Regions from separate parts of the Sus scrofa genome. Here region 2 is linked to region 1. A link is a contact called in public Hi-C data. All regions are on one chromosome and are shown on one strand. The core of a region is the stretch at or near the end of the contact, and the rest is flanking DNA. Distances in the headings are between cores, read along the strand shown. Region 1 holds the start of PXDN (peroxidasin homolog). Region 2 holds the start of FAM110C (protein FAM110C).

Region 1 (7,787 bases), core at 2,201-4,700:
AGACCTGGTCTTTAATCCACTTGTCTGAGGCACGGTCGTCCAGCTCATGACGACAGAACCAGACCCCGCATGTGTGGCTTCCACCGCGGGACGGGGCTTCAGACAGTCCCGAAAAGAGGAAGGGACGGAGCAGGATGCAGCTGCGTGGGGGTGAACAGCACAAGCCGCAGATTCCTCTGTCAGCACGTGACCTCCACAGCTGGCACCCGACTCCAGAGTGTCAAGTCCCTGTGGCCAAAGCCGGGGCAGCAAACCCTGTCCTGGAGCCCTTGGACCCACTGTGCCGTCCAGGCCCTTCCCCCTCGGCCGGGAGCAGCCCTGGAGGTGAGCAGGCCTTCAGCAGGACCCCAGGCCACCAGGATGGGCTCACCAGCCGTTCGCCGCCCCCTGGGAACCCACGGCTTGGAAAAGGGGCTGCGACCGAGGTCCCTGGAGCATGGAGGAGGGAAGCTGGGGAGGCCGGAACAGACACCTGAGCCTCCAGTGGAAGCCTGGACCTCGGGCCTCTGGCTCCAGAAAGGTGAGGGTGCAGGATCCGGGGGGCATGTGCATCTGTGCTGCTCTGTGGGCTCCTGGGTTAGCCCTGCCCTGGCCCCAGGGTGGCCCAGGTGGGGGGCTCCCAGGAGCTGCAGGCACAGCCAGGCTCTGAGGGGCTGACTCACTGTCTGGGAATGGCCCCTCTCCAGGCTCGGGCCCTACATGGGAGGCTCTGGGCAGGGAGTCCCCTCCTCAGACCAGGGCCCCAGGTGTCCCGCACAACAGCCCCAGGGGAGTGGGTCTTTGCAATGACAGACGCAGCCCAGAGCAGCCTCGGGAGTCACAGAGGAGGTAAGCCTGCCTCCCAGTTTGTCTTTTCCTCGTAAACCCTGGAAGAGTGGGGCAGACAGGTGGCCAGGAGGCATCGCCACGCCGGAGGAGGCGCAGAAAATGAGGACTGTCCCTGGGATCCCCTGGGGCCTTCTCAGCACAGTGCCATGCACGGGGCGGGGGTGGGGGGTGGGGGGTGGGGGGGTGGGACCTGGGTGTGCGGGTGGCCACCCAGCGGGGAAGGATGTGCCTTCGACCCCCTGGGGCCCAGGAAGCCCTGCAGGCTGACCGCCAGGACAGGTCAAGCTCCGCAGGACTCAGTGCCTGTGGCTGCAGGCTTGTCAGGACGGGCAGGGTGCAGGCACCTCCAGGAGGGCGGCTCCCGTAACCCTGGCAGCTCCCCAGTGATGGTCTGCAGTGCTGGGGTGGCGACAGGGGTGGTGCAGTCCGGGAGGGGGCCCCGCGTGCAGTGTCCAGCACCTGGGTGAGGCTCACAGGTCAGTGCCTGCCCAGACGGCATCCTTCTGCCCGCCCCCCATTAGAGACGAGCCCTCGGATAAGCTGCTCTGCTCGCCAGGCCCTGGTTTCCTCGGCTGCAAAAAGGGGGGATGATGGCCCTTCCTCCGGGATGTTGTGGGCAGGGTCTGCGCGCAGCAGCCGTGCGCTGGTCCTGCCGCAGAGCCGGCCTTAGGCGGCTGGGGGTGGTTCTGTGTTCCCGCAGCCACCCGATGGACCTCAGTGACTCAGTGACGGCGTCACAGAAAACAGAGATTGCTCGGCGATCGCGGCTCCTCTGTCTGGCTCCGTGAGCAACCGAGCCTGTCACCGTGCCCAGTCACACTGAAAGGAATGTTTGCTGCAGGACAGATAACAGGCTTTGGCACAGATGATACGGTTGGGAAAGCCATCATCAGAGGTCTTGGGAGCCGCGGGAAGGTCAGGATCCTGGAGCTGTGAGGCTTCCGCGGGCCGCCAGGGGGCGGAAGAGGAAATCCGGGCAAAGGCTGTGGAAAGGCGCTGGGCTGTGTCTGTGTCGGGAAGCGCTCCGTCCTCACCCGTGAGCTCCTACAAGCCCAACCCGGCCTCACTGCCCTGGCCTCTCACCACCACACCTCCACCCAGGGCTCCGCGGACGGCTGTCCTCCGGGAGACGGCCGACGCGCTGCGTGGATGGACGGACAGATGGACAGACGGACGGACATGTGGGGGATGGAAGGAGGGAGGGAGGGAGGAGGAGGAGGGGAGGGGATTTTAAGGACTGGCTCACGCCCCGGTGCCCTGGCAGGTCCTAGTTTTAGAGGCAGGTCAGGGGACTAGGAACGCCCGCAGGAGGGCACGCTGAGACTCTGCAGAATTTCTTCTCCGGGAAACCTCAGTTCCTGCTCTTAAGACCTTGAACAGACTGGAGGAGGGACCCCTCCTCTCCTAGACAGCCGGTCGCAGACAGGAACCAACGTTAGTCTCACCTCCCAAGGCCTTTGGCACAGCACCGGGACTAGCGTGTGGCCTGTCACTGGGCCAATGGCCCAGCCAATGGACACATAAAATTAGCTGCCCGAGCTGACCTCGGGAGGCCCAGGTTGAGGTGTTGGGAGAGATGTGGCTTTTCCCACTTAAACCCGAGGGACCAGAGCCATTTGGACAGCGGAGTGGCCCAGTCGAAGCGGCACATTCTCTGTTGCTGCAGGGCTGGGGGGTGGAGCAGCGGACCTGCGGGCCCGAGGTATGAGAAACAGTTGGAGGGACACATGGGTGACCCAGAGGAAAAATGACATTTTCAGGGAGAGTAAGGTTTTGGGTTTCTGATATGCAAGGCTGAAATTCTTGGGGGTCCCCAGAGAAAAAGCAAAATGAGTGTGGCCCCGGGCGTGGGCTCTGGGGGAGACGCGGGACTGGCCAGTGTGCAGGACCCCCGGGGGGCGTGACTGGACGGCTACCCCACGTGGTGACTGGGGTGAGAACGTCTGTCATGGACGTGCAGCCTCCGGAGGGGTCTAGAACCAGACCCCCGCTCAGCCGCACCCAGATGCAGCCCCACCGACGTGCAGGAGCAGCTGTTTGCCGACAGGGTGGCAGGAGCGAGCCAGGTCACCTCAGCCCCACTGTGGCACTTCCGGTCACGCAACAGTGTGGGTGTCAGAACAGACCCAGGCGCCTCTGAGGCTGAGGCTTGGTGACTGTGTGGCTTTGACGTCCTCCACTGTCACCGCAGAGACTGGATCCTTGAGGAAAGTGCTGGGGTGAGGCTGTGAACACACACACACACACACACACACACACGCAGGTGGGGCCCCTCCTTCCCAGGGCTTCTGCTCCAGACAAGGCCCCCCTGGAAGAGGCCACAGGGGAGAAACCAAAGGTCCATGAGGGTCCACCTGGTCCAGCGCTGCCTCCTAACAGTCCTGGGGGCAGCAGTGCACAGCCCTGGGCAGTGACCAGGCCTCAGGGGCTCCGCCGGGGAGCCCGGCAGCCTGGCTCTAATCCTGCAGCAGAGTGTGTCTGTGTGTTAGACAGACAAGGAGAGCGGGGTGGGGGGGGGGAGACAGAGAGACGGAAAGAGAAACGGAGACAGAGAGAGATTAAGGGAGAGAGACAGAAAGAGATAGAGACAGAGAGAGATTAAGAGACAGAGATTAAGAGACAGAGAGACAGAGCAAGCCCTTGGAATCCTGCCTGGGACTTGCCGGCGCTCCCAACGTGTTTTATAAAAGGACAAAAACCCTCTCGCATAGTGCGGACACGGCGGCCAGAGGACGTGAAGCAAACTTGGCTTAGGCCCCAGATCGTGGGCGGAGACCTGGGATTGGAACTTGGGGGCCCAACCTGGCCTCCACACGGCACCCCAGGCAGCCCTGGGAAGGGGGCGCCGCAGCCGGACGCACGGCTGGAGGTCCTCGCCCCGCCCCGGCCCTTGGGGAGGTGGGGGTGGGAAGGGAGGAGCCGCGCGCATGTGCACAGCTGGCGCCCCCCGCCCCCCGCGCACAGCTGGGACGTGGGCCGCAGTTGGGCGGCGGGAGGGCGCAGTCCAGAGCCGGCAGCCGACGCGCCGGGCCCTCACGATCGGTCCGAGTGTCCGCGTGTCCTGCGCGCCGTGGGCCATGGCCGTGCACCCCGCGCGTCCCGCGCGCCCCTGCCTGCTGGCGCTTGTGATGTGCTGCTGCTGGGGGGTGCTGGCCGTGGTCGCCCAAAAGCCGGGCAACGGGTGTCCTAGCCGCTGCCTGTGCTTCCGCACCACCGTGCGCTGCATGCATTTGCTGCTGGAGGCCGTGCCCGCCGTGGCGCCGCAGACGTCCATCCTGTGAGTGCGGCGGGGCGCGGGGCCCCGAGGGGCAAGGCGCGCGGGAGGATCGAGGGCCGGGGTCCGGGGTCCGGGAGGGAGGATGGTGCGGCGGGGCCTTTGTCCGCCCTGGCCGGGGCACGGGGGGCGGACCTGAGCGCAGCGCGCGCCGCCTCTGGAGCCGCCTTTGTTCGGAGCTCGGAATCCCCGCTGGACGGGGAAGTTGTTGGGAGCAGGCGGGGGAAGCCCGGCCGCCCCGCCCGGCCCGGTCCTGCTCGCTGCCGTCCTCCGCTCGCCTTTGCCCCCTTCCCGCCCCTTTCCGGGCCCCTCTCCTCCCCGCGCCCCGCGCCCCCTCCTCCGCTTCCCCCCTCCTCTCCTCCCCCCTCCCCTCCTTCCCCTCCTCCCACTCGGCGGTTCCCGCTCCGGTTTCCCGGTCCTCCCTGGGCGCGGTACCCCCGCCCCCGCACTGGGGGAGCCTCCCGGGCGCATCCTCCGTGACCCACGGCGGCAGCGCCCCCACGTCCCCGCATCGGCCGGGGCGCGGGGAGCCTCCTGCCCGGGTAGTCGCGAGCCCTGCGGGGCGCACGGTTTTCTCTCGGGCTTGCTCTGCGCCGCGGGAGAGCGGGGCCGAGCTCCGGGAGCGGCCGCGGTGCGGGTCCCTCCCCGAGTTGTGGCGCGGCGCGGCTGGCCGGGGGGTGGACAGAGTCGGGGTCCGAGCGGGTTGGCGCCTGGGACCCATCGCCGCTCTTGTCGCCAGCCAGGGCGCGCCGCGGCGGTGCCATCGGAGAGTCGGCGCTCCAGTGGCACCGAGCATCGCGCTCTCGCCCGGCTAGAGGAGGTCGCCGGCCCGGGATGCCGCCGAGGGGCTGCAGGCCTCGAGCTGTTCGCCCGCGACTCGGATGAGAAATTTTCAGAATCTGAAAAGGCCGCCTGCGCTTCAGGCGCCGACCGTACCGAGCGTCCTGCAGCTGCCCTCTGAATGCCAAAAATAGTTTCCACTTTTCTTGGCTGAGCAGGAGTGCTTTTGGCACCACCGAGCAGCCTGCAAAAGTTGTAAAATCTTGAGTGAACTATTCAGGAAGTGGGCGGTCAGTGTTCCTACTTTTAAAACAAGGACGGACCACTCAGCTCTTGGGCGCTGACTCTCCTGGCAGCTTCCTTGGGGTCTTTGGCGGGGCCTGCGCTCAGCCTGCGACTCTGTTCCTTCCCCTGTGGAGGCGGGGGTGCCAGACGCATGGGGCTCTGAAGAAAAGGACTTGCAGACAGGCCGGGGGAGGGTTTCTGGATGGGGTAATTTAATTCTTTAGTGAGTCAGTGGAAAAAACTTGGGCCCTGAAGCCATTTTTCACATCTGGCCAACGGCTAATGCTTGCGCTGTGCTTGGCCCTCCTATCCGAATTGCTTTTCAAAAAGAACAATATTGAAGAAAATGAGTGTCACGGAACAGAAAAGGTGCCCCCAGCCTCCCGTTCCCACAGACCCCCCAGCCCAGGGTAGGAGGGACGGGACCCTGCTTAGCACTGGCCTCTCTCCCAGAAAGCCCCCCTCTACCTCCTGCTTTGCCTGGGGTCTCACAGTTTTCAGGGGCGTTTTGAAATGCCTTTGCTGGGTCTCACTGACTCCGAGAGGAGGCGGGGTGCGGAGCACAACAGACCCCTCACTGAAACAAGCGGGTTGCGGGTGACATGAACACACACCCCGTTTACAGCTGTGTAGATGCAGGCGCAGGGTGAGGAAGCTCCCATTGCTGCTGCTGTGGGCCTGGAACCAGGAGGAGCTGAGTCCTGGGTGGGGGTTCCAGCGGCTGGGACTGCGGCCACAGAAGGGCAGCGATGGGGGGCCCAGGAGGGAGCCGTGCTGACGAGGGCAGGCGGGCTCTGGGGCGTTGCGGGGCTTGGGGACTGTCTGGCGTGTCCTTGGTGGGGCACAGGCATGTCGCCGTAGGTCCTCCCGGGGCAGAAATGTTTTCACTTTCGGCTTTTCTCCGAGGTGTCTGTTCTCATGCATCTGCTAGTATGCGATTCCTCTCTATTAAAAAAAGAAACAAGGCTTGGTGGAAAGTGGGGACTTCGTAGGACCCGGCCCCAGAGTTAGGGGGGCTGCTCAGCATCACTCCACCCTCTGCTCCCCGGCCCCCTGCCCCCACGCCCCAAGATTGAATGGGAATCGCTGGGAAAACAGACTTGTCCACATGGGGCCAAGAGTGGGCAAAACAGCTCCGTGGTTGGGGCTTCAGAAATGATGGCCCAGGAGTGTCTTGTGGCTCAGGTCTGACCCTGGGAAGTGGGACAGGTGTTCCAGAATGAAGGGCGGCCAGACGCCCTGAGGTCCCGAGTCCTCTCCTCACTGTCCAGAGCCGTGCTCTGCAGCCCAGAAGCTTTGCAAGAAATATTTGTTTAAATTTTGAGTATTTTCTGCCTAACACTACTGTAGGCGTTTGTCCCCAGGGTGATTAAGAAGCTAATGTTAAAACACACTGTGTGGCACCTCTGCTCTGCCCCCTTCCTGTCCCCTCTCTCACTCTGGACCTTTGGGGAGGGCACATCCTCACGTGCTCCTCAGAGGTCCCTGGCTGCCGACCACTGCCGACCACGGGACAGGAAACCCTGGTGTCGGAGGGAGCCTGGGGACGCGGGCTGGGGTGGCCCTGGGGGGGTGTGAACTGGCCCCACAGCAGGCAGGGGGTGCCCTGTCCCCTGGTGTCATGGTCAGCCCACCAGACAGCTGCTCCCAAATCCATCAGCTTCTGCTGACCTGTGTGTTTGGGCCTGTGTGTCTTCCAGATCCCGCCTCTCAGAGCCCCCGGTCCACTAGCGGGTGAGGGAGGTGACCGTCCAGTCGCACTGGCCCTGTGGGACTGCAGGAGGCTGGCCCTGGGTGAGTGGACAGCCGCTGGGCCACAGCCACACTCAGTCCTTCCTGCAGGCCCCCTGTGGAACCTGACTCCTAGGTCGACAGTCTTCAGGCCACTTAACCGTTTGCCTTTGTCCCTGGAGACCAGCCCCTGAGTCACACCTCACACCCTCAGCCTCCATGGAAGCTTCTAGAGCCTGGCTGCTGGGAGGGTGGGGTTTTCCTCCAGCTCCCCTTCGCTCCAGGTGAGGCGGGCGGAGGGAGGCATCTTCTGGGTCAGGAGGGCGTCTCTTGCCGCTCAGCATCCGCCCCCCCGCCCCGTCCTCCTGGGGCTCAGGGACCATCCTGCAGGACGCGCTCGGCCCTGGAGGACTGGTCTCTCTGCCCGCCCTGGGTGGGGTGCTACAAGGTCGGCAGATGTGAGCAGCATCCGGCGGCCGGTCTCTGCAGGTCACCGGTACCCAGCGGGGACAGTGGCCTTTGAGCTGCGGACTTGGACGCACATGAAGCCGAGCTCTCCTTTGAAACTCCCAGGTGGGACGAAGTCAGATCTGTATGGTCACAGTTCCCGCGCATTTGGAAGGCGCCGAGGGATGTTTTTGGAGTCTTTAAATACTGGTCTCTCGTCTTTCCAAAGTGGTGGTGGGCCAGCTACCTCCTTGCACCGGGAACGGCTCTGTGGTGTCCCCAGCCACGCAGAGGTCTCTGGCGCCCAGGTGCTGTGTTCAGAAGAGGGACCTCGATGACCTGAGGAAGCAGCCAGAGGCCCCCCCCCGCCGCTGCCGTGCCTGACGGCAGCCCTCGGGGAGCACGTCCTGGCTCCGTTCAACAGATTTATGCCTGAACACGT
Region 2 (7,787 bases), core at 1,391-3,890, 500 kb after region 1:
GACTGTCCCTTCCTATTGAATGGTCTTGGTACCCTTGTCAAAAATCATTTGACCATATATGTGAGGTTTTATCTTCAGGCTCTCTTTTCTATTCCATTGGTCTTTATATCTGTGTTTACGCCAATGCCACACCCTTTTTATATAGCTTTATAGTAAGTCATGAAATCAGGGGTGTAAATCCTCCAGTTTTGTTCTTTTTCAAGTTCTTTTTGGCTATTTGAGGTCCCTTGAGATTCTATACGAATTTTAGGATTTTTTTTTAACTCTTTCTGCAAAAAATATCACTGGAATTTTCATAGGGATTATACTTAATCTGTAGACAGTTTTGGGTAGTATTGACTTTTTAACAAGATTGTCTTCTAAAACGTTAACATGGGCTGTATTTCAATTTACTTATGTCTGCTTTAATTTCTTTCAGTGATGTTTTGTAGTTCTTATCATGTAAGTATTTTACCTCCTATTTTAAATTAATCTCTAAGTATTTTACTCTTCTTTGGATTCTATAGTAAAGGCAATTGTTTTGCAATTTTCTTTTTAGGTTGATCATTGTTAATATATAGAAATGCAATTGATTTTTGTGTGTTGACCTATATCCCCCAATTTGCTGAATTTTCTTTCATTCTAACAGGTTTGTGTGTGTGTGGGTGTGTGTGTAGAATCTTTAGAGTTTACTACATGTAAGATCATATCATTTGCAAACATAGAAAATTTTATCTCTTCCTTTCCTATTTGTAGGGATTTTGTGGTTTTTTTTCTTGCGTAATTACTCTGGCTAGAACTTTCATTACTATGCTGACTAGAATTGGTGAAAGTGGGCATCCTTGTCTTGTTTCTAATCTTAGAGGAAAAGCTTTCAGTCTCTCAGTCACTGAGTACAATGTTCACTAGGGTTTTTCACATATGACATTTATTATGCTGAAATAGTTTCCTTGTATTCCTAGTTTATTGAGTGTTTTTATCATGAAACGGTGTTGAATTTTGTCGTGTTTTTTCTGCACTGAATGAGATGACCGTATGTTCTTTTTCCCCCTCCATTCTGTTGATGTGACATATCACACTGATTGATTTTCATGTGATGAACCACCCTTGCATTCCAGGAATAATCCCACTTGGTTATGGTGTATAATCCTTTCAGTATGCTGCTGGATCATGCTTGCTGGTGTTTTGTTAATCATTTTTGCGTTGATATTCCTAAGGGATATTGACCTGTAGATTTCTTCTCTGGAGTCTCTGTTTGACTTTGTTGTCAGAGTAATGAAGGCCTTATAGAATGAGTTAGAAAGGGTTCCTTCTCCTTCAGTTTTTGAGAAAAGTTTAAGAAGGACTGGCATTAATTCTTTAAAAGTTCCGTGAGTGAAGACTCCGGTCCGGAGCTCTTCTTGGACAGTAGAGATTTGATTGCTGATTCAATATCCTTACTGTTATAGGTCTATTTGGATTTTCTATTTCTTATGATTTTAGTCTGGTAAGTTTTATGTTTCCAGAAATTTATTCAAAACTGCCACTACATTTGTCTTATTTTTTAAAAAATTTCACATACATCATGGTCATGTCCCACTCTGTAAAATATCTTGTGGAAGCATGCCTGTACGTGATTACACAATACTCAGTCCCAGGAGCATGTCATACATTATCTAACCTTCTTTCTATTGTTGAATGTAGGTTGATTTTAACTGTCTGCAGGAATATCCACATACTGTGCACACAGCTCTTGGTTCCTTAGCATAAGCTCCTAGGAGTAGTTTCTGGATCACTGGGTCTGTAAGCGATATTTCCTGCTCTGACCAAGTCTTTTGAGATAATGCCAGGGTGGAAATTAGGCTCAAATTCTAAGCTAGCAGTTGAGCAATATGAACAATTTATTTATGATATTTCTTGTATCCTATTACTCCAGTTCTATTTATCCAGTTAATTATCTTCTTAATAGATAGAAAATTCTGGATAGAAATATAATTAGCTTTAATAGCAATAAATCTTAAATACAACTTTATAGCAGTTTTATTTTACCCTTGTCTTCAATAGTCACATGCGAATTCACTAACCTTATTTAAAACATGACAACTGACTAATCATAACCATGATCATCCAACCATAAATTTATTTACTGAAAATGTGATCTTACCAGATATGGTGCTAAGCCCCTTATATGTGTTATCTCATCAACAAATGCCCGAGCAGGTGGTGTAATAAGCTGTAGTTTATAGATGAGCAACCAGAGGCATTGAGAAGTCCAACCTGACAGCCTCTTTAAAAGCCACAACAGAGACCTAAGCCTAGGTCTTTCTTTAACAATCATTTAGTGCTCACTACAAAGCAATAGATTTTCTAAACTACAAAAATGAGGAAGTTTACAACTGACAAAGTCTTGAGAGGTTTGTTATATGTGCAATGGAACATAGCTAATAAATGGTGGATCCAGGCTCAGGCAAATACCAGATGTCCTCTGTTTGGGAGTTGCCTTTCTCTGGACGCTAAAGTGCAAATTAGGAAAAGGAGCCACTTAGGGCTAAGCAATTAAAAAAGTTTTTTTTTTTTTTTTTTTTTTTTTTTTTCCTCTCTCAGATTGACAATAGACCAGGCTGCCTGAGCAGAGAAAACTCTGGACTTTGGCCCTTCCACCAATAGTGTCCTATTATGGGAAGCTGGTGCAGGCGCTCTCTCACAGCTCTGGCTTGTTCTCTCCCTCCCGCTTCTCTCCCCACCTCCCTCCCCCACCTCCTGCTTTCTCTCTCTCCTCTCCCCAGCACTCTCTCCCCCTCCCTCTCCACCCACCCCCGCTTTCCCCTCCTCCCCTTCTGCTCAGAATGTCTCCCCCCCCCTTGCTCTCTCTTCTCCCTGCTCTCGCTCCCCCCCCCACCGCCCGCTCAGCGTCCCCCTCCTGCCCGCGCTCTCTCCCTCTCCCTCCTCCTCCCCAGGACCACGGTCGTCTTTTCCGATCAGTGGGGCCTCTTCCGGTGACACTACCTGGGTCGGCTGGTTCTCAGGAGGCCTGGTTTCTTCTGTTCTGTCACTGACTATGGGATTTTGCTTCACGGAAATTCAAGGTCTCAGAACCCATTTGCAACCTGCTGCGGTTCTCGGATCCTGGGTCGCTAGATGGTAAGCATTCGCCAAACCTGGTTGAAAACATTCAGCTGCTGCCCCTGCTAACCCCTAAACAGGCCCCTCCTGGTGCCCATTGGCGTTTCTGGAAACAAAACAGACCTTGATGTAAGGGAGCCACTGCCCGCAGCCCACAGGGTAGCTGGGGAGCCCCGCACCAGGCACACTCAACCGCAGCTTTGAGAGGTCAGCATTATCTTGAGTCGGCCTTAACATGAGATAACGTGGACATTTCACTCGTCTGGCAGATATTTTTAGACCTTTGTCCAACTTTCGAAAAAATGGAATTTTGGAAATGTTTTCTTTTAAACCTTTAACATTCCTAGGCTGATCCACTGCCCTAGTGAACCCGTGGTTTCCCCGCTGCGTTGATTACGGTAAAAACGGCAATCATTCTGGGAAATCTGTTCAGGTTTTTCCAAATCCAGGGAGCCTCGCCTCCGCTTCCTGCGAGTCCCGGCACCAGGTGCTCGGGTCTTGTCAGGCCCACAGCCGGCCTCCTGCCTGAGCTACGACGTGACCCAGGTCCCTACCAGATTCCTGGGTTCTTTCTACCTAACAAACAGACTGCGTTCTCTTTCGGTATAAGCAGTGCCCAGGTGATAATTTAGGGAATTAAAAAAGTCAAGTTTCCAAACAGTTGAGGTCACTTTAAGAATTCAAAGGATTTGAGACACCTGCGGGGGGGGGGGCGAATCCCGTTCGCTCTGCCCTCCCCCAAGTCCGGAAATGCCAGCTTAAAACGACAACCCGAGGCACTCCCAGGCTGGGAGGAGGCGGCTGATACCTGGATCTGAACCAGCTCAGTCCCTCCCGGACCCTTTGCCCCCCGGCGCCCTGGAGCCCTCACAGCTTCGGCGCGTGGGGCTCAGCGCGCAGCCCTCCAGCCTATTGGCTGCTAGGACTGCGTGTGGGTGGGAGCCGGGTCTGGGGCACGGGGCGGGGGCGTGGACCCGGGTCCAGGCCGGAGGTGGGGGCCGGGGCCTGGGCCGGGGCCGGAGGGGCGGGGCCGGACGGGCGGGTACTCCAGCGATTAGCCAATCCGTGAGGACTCCGGTTCGCCCTGACTCCAGACCAGCCGGCGGGAACTGGGGCGCCGCTCTACTCCGCCCGAGTTCGGAATTGGTAAAAGGACGGGCGGGAGCCGCAGCGGAAGCGCGTTTCCGCGGTGCGCTGAGGCTTGCGGATCCCCGAGGATGCGCGCCCTGCCAACCCTGGACGCGCCCCCAAACGAGCGGCTCCTGTTCCGGGACCTCGAGGCCCCCAGGGCCCGGGACGCGGCGGAGCCGGCGCGCAGGAGTGCCGTGGAGAGGCTGGCAGCCGACCGTGCCAAGTACGTGCGGGGTGCGCCGGGGGCGGGCCCAGGCCCGGTTGGCGAGGGCAACAGCCCCGAGGCGGTCGAAGGACAGACGGGCGACCCTCGGCCCCCGGCCCGAGTCTCCGGGCCCGTGGCGCGCAGGGCCATAGCGCGGAAGCCCCTGAGGCCAGACTCGCTGGTCATCTACCGGCAGAAATGCGAGTTCGTCCGAGGGCCGGGAGCCGACGGCCCTAAGGGGAGCCTGGTGAAGAAGCTCTTCCAGGGACCGGTCAAGGACAAGACGGCCCCCGGCGTGCCCCACGTGGGAGAGGAGGGCAGGGCCGAGGAGGCTGCCCGGACTGAGCCCGGCCGCGTAGTGGCTCCCGCAGTCCCAGGGCCCCCGACGCTCCCGGAGCCCGCCCCGCCTGTCGAGGCGGCCCCCAGGGTCCCGGCTGCGCCCCGGGACCCAGAGCTCGAGGGGCCTCGCCCCGGGACCCTGCGAGGAGCGAGGCGCCGGGGACTGCAGCGCTCGCAGTCCGACCTCAGCTCCCGCTACTCCGCATCCTTGGCCGAGTTCGACACCTTCTTCCAGTACTGCGGCTTGGAGCCCGAGGTGGTGGAGGCGCTGGGGAGGGAGAACTTCTCCGCGGCGTCGGATCGCGTCGCCCTCAAGGTCCGCAGCGTGAGCGTCGCCACCTCCGATAGCGGCTTCTCCCGGCACAGCGGCGGCGACGAGGGGCTGCAGGAGGACGAGCTGACGGAGCAGGGGTCCGGCACCACCTCCGTGGTGGAGAGGAACGCTCGTATCATCAAGTGGCTGTACACCTGTAAGAAGGCCAGAGAGGCCCCGGGCCAGGGGCTGCAGGGCCCGGCGTGACCCCTGCGCCTCGGTGACACCTGGCCCCAGGTGCGCTTCCAGGAAGGCCGGGAGGGGTGTCTGTGAGGGCTCGGTGAGTGTGGCCGAGCTGGGAGGGCCTTGTCCTCTAAAGCACAACAGACCCTAGAGAGAGAGACGCAGAGGCTCCTGCGCTGCTCAAGAGTGCAGGTCCACCTGTTGTGCTGGCAACCCAGGTCCCCCGCAGGTCCTGTGCCGTTTCTTTTGAGTGTGCCTTCTGGCTGCCAGGAAGGTAGTTCTGTACAGTAACACCTGTTGGTTTATTATTGTAAAAACAGGAGGAATTGGAATTATAAATGAGCAGTCAGAAAGGAGTTTTAACATCTCTGCTATACCCTGCTTTGAAAATAGCCTGGGAGCCCCAGGCCCTGTGTGAATTGACTTGTGGGCTTCCTGAGCTTGGACCCATCAGAGCTGACTAGTCAGCTTGTGGGCTTCGGGTGGGGCTGCCCTCTCCCATGCTGCAGAACTGAAGGCTCTGCACTTCCAGGAGGCCTTTACCAAAGCAGGAGAGAGAAAGAACTCTCTCCAGAATCTTGTTAGCAGTTGATGTATCCCTTTAGCTGCAAAGATCTCTATTTGGCTAAATTTTGTTCAAACTGTTTTGAGACCTTTCTAAGGAGAGTCGCTGGAGCAGCTTCATTCAGGAGAAGGAGCTTTGGTTGTTGAGTTGGGGCAGGACTAGATCCTACCTAGAACTCTAAGTGCCTTAGAGTTCTACTCAGTGGTGAGTGTGTATTTGCTTGGCCTCTGATGGTAACATGGGAGGTAAATGTCTTCCTCCTGAACTTCAGGAGCACAGGGCTTTTCCACCGAGGAACTAAGGAATGCTTGTCTGCACCGTCCCCTCTGTGGAGGGCATTTCTGGGGTGGTGCAGATAGAAAGGAAGGTGTGCGTTCAACCTTCTCCTTGAGAACCAAGATTTTAAACATTACAGCATTTTGTTTTCCCTGACCTTGTACTACAACTTGGTACATATGTCCGGAAATGCATGTGGTGGAAGTATTTCGTCTGCCCTTGAGATAGACCAATTGAAGACCCAGTATCAGTCTTCAGCTTGGTGGGGGAGTCTGCCATGGGAAATATTGGTAAACAGCCTACCTGTGTCTGAGGACTGAAAACAGCTTAACTTCCCTGAGTGGCCGTGGCCTTAGTACAGGTGTAGCAGTTCTCAAGAAGAGAACTTGTTTCTCTTGAACTCGGGATTGTGACTTAAGGTCTTCCTTGTGGCTTATTGCGGACCATGACATATCCACTAGCCTAATCCCCAAGGAGTTTACATAGCACATTCAGAATGTAAAGTGAAGACAACACGGTAGCTTGTACTTGCCACCAGTTGTCTTGGGAACTGAGATGAGTGAATGCTGGCAAGGGCCAGTTAGCCATGCACATACACCTTGAGGTGGCGGAGGGAAGACTCAGGGGATAGTCTGGTCCCAGAGGGTCATTGTGGAGCAGATGGAGCACTCAGTGGGGAGTCTGGAGGCCTGCCTTCTCTTAGCAATCACTCCCACACTTTTAGCTTAAACGTCCATTGTCCATACAATGAAAACAGAGAGCAGGTGGTTTCCAACCCCTACACTTTATGATTTCACGTAGTCACTAATCTGTATGTCTGTGTTCCATGATTGAAACCCAAGAGGAAAAAAAAAAACCTATTGAGTTTGTAAAAAGTGATTATAAATAAATTCTTTCCAGGTGGCCAGAGTGCACTGTATTTTATGCAGAGTGTAGGTAAAATTGGTGGTGCAAATAGTGCAGAAGTAACACAATGGTGCACAAACAAACCAAAATAAAACCTGACACCATAAACATAAAAGCACGCTCCTCCGATCCCTCTGGACCCAGCCCCACCCTCATCCCCAATGCTCCAATGTCAATGTCTGAGCCAGAATTTAGGATTCAATCTATGAAGTATCTTTCCATGTAGCCTTTCCTTTTAGGTCTGAGCCTACGAAAGATTTAAGAAGGTTGGTTAACCTGTAAGAACTTTCACTTTGTTTGACACAGAGAAGAGGTTGAGGCAAGAGAGGAAACTGCCCAGGGTGGATCTCTGCAGGAGAACAGGGTTCACTCTCTCGCCTCTCCCTCCCTCTGTGCAGTCCTGTTTGCTCACAGTGTCACTGTCTTCTGAGCTGTTTCGTATTATTGTTCAGAAAAGGGAGACAGGTGTCACACAACCTGCCCAATTTACTGTATGTTGTTGGCAATCACCAGCTCTATACAGATTTCCTCCACAGATTTATTCCCCTAGACCCCAAACAGCTCGAGTTCTTTGAACTTCAAGAGCTGCCTGCTTGGAGGAGTGTAAGGAAGAAATGCACGTCCTGGGCTCTCTCTAGCTCCCGGGGACTGGGGTGATGTCTGCCCACAACCACAGCCCCTCGACTCACCACCTGCAGACACAAGTTCCTCTGAAGAAAAGCCAGGAGAGAGCCTGGACCCTTCACCCGCTTCAGGGAGGGTTCTCTGGCAGTTTGAACAAAATGCAG

Evidence for each region. A called contact is a pair of places that touch in the nucleus more often than the background predicts.
Region 2: a Hi-C map of liver shows a contact between it and region 1, with 5 times the contacts expected there. The contact joins the promoter of FAM110C here to the promoter of PXDN in region 1. A contact is called at or near these places in 2 of 47 Hi-C or Micro-C datasets (heart right ventricle and liver).

What each region holds. Positions count from the first base shown.
Region 1 is chr3:132,302,838-132,310,624 of Sscrofa11.1, forward strand. It overlaps PXDN (peroxidasin homolog), which reads left to right and starts at 3,451. Exons shown (of 22, transcript XM_005662789.3): 1 at 3,451-4,105. The coding sequence starts at 3,756.
Region 2 is chr3:132,807,398-132,815,184 of Sscrofa11.1, forward strand. It overlaps FAM110C (protein FAM110C), which reads left to right and starts at 2,641. Exons shown (of 2, transcript XR_002342890.1): 1 at 2,641-3,099. LOC110260067 (a long non-coding RNA gene) reads right to left here and starts at 3,080. Exons shown (of 3, transcript XR_002342891.1): 1 at 2,965-3,080.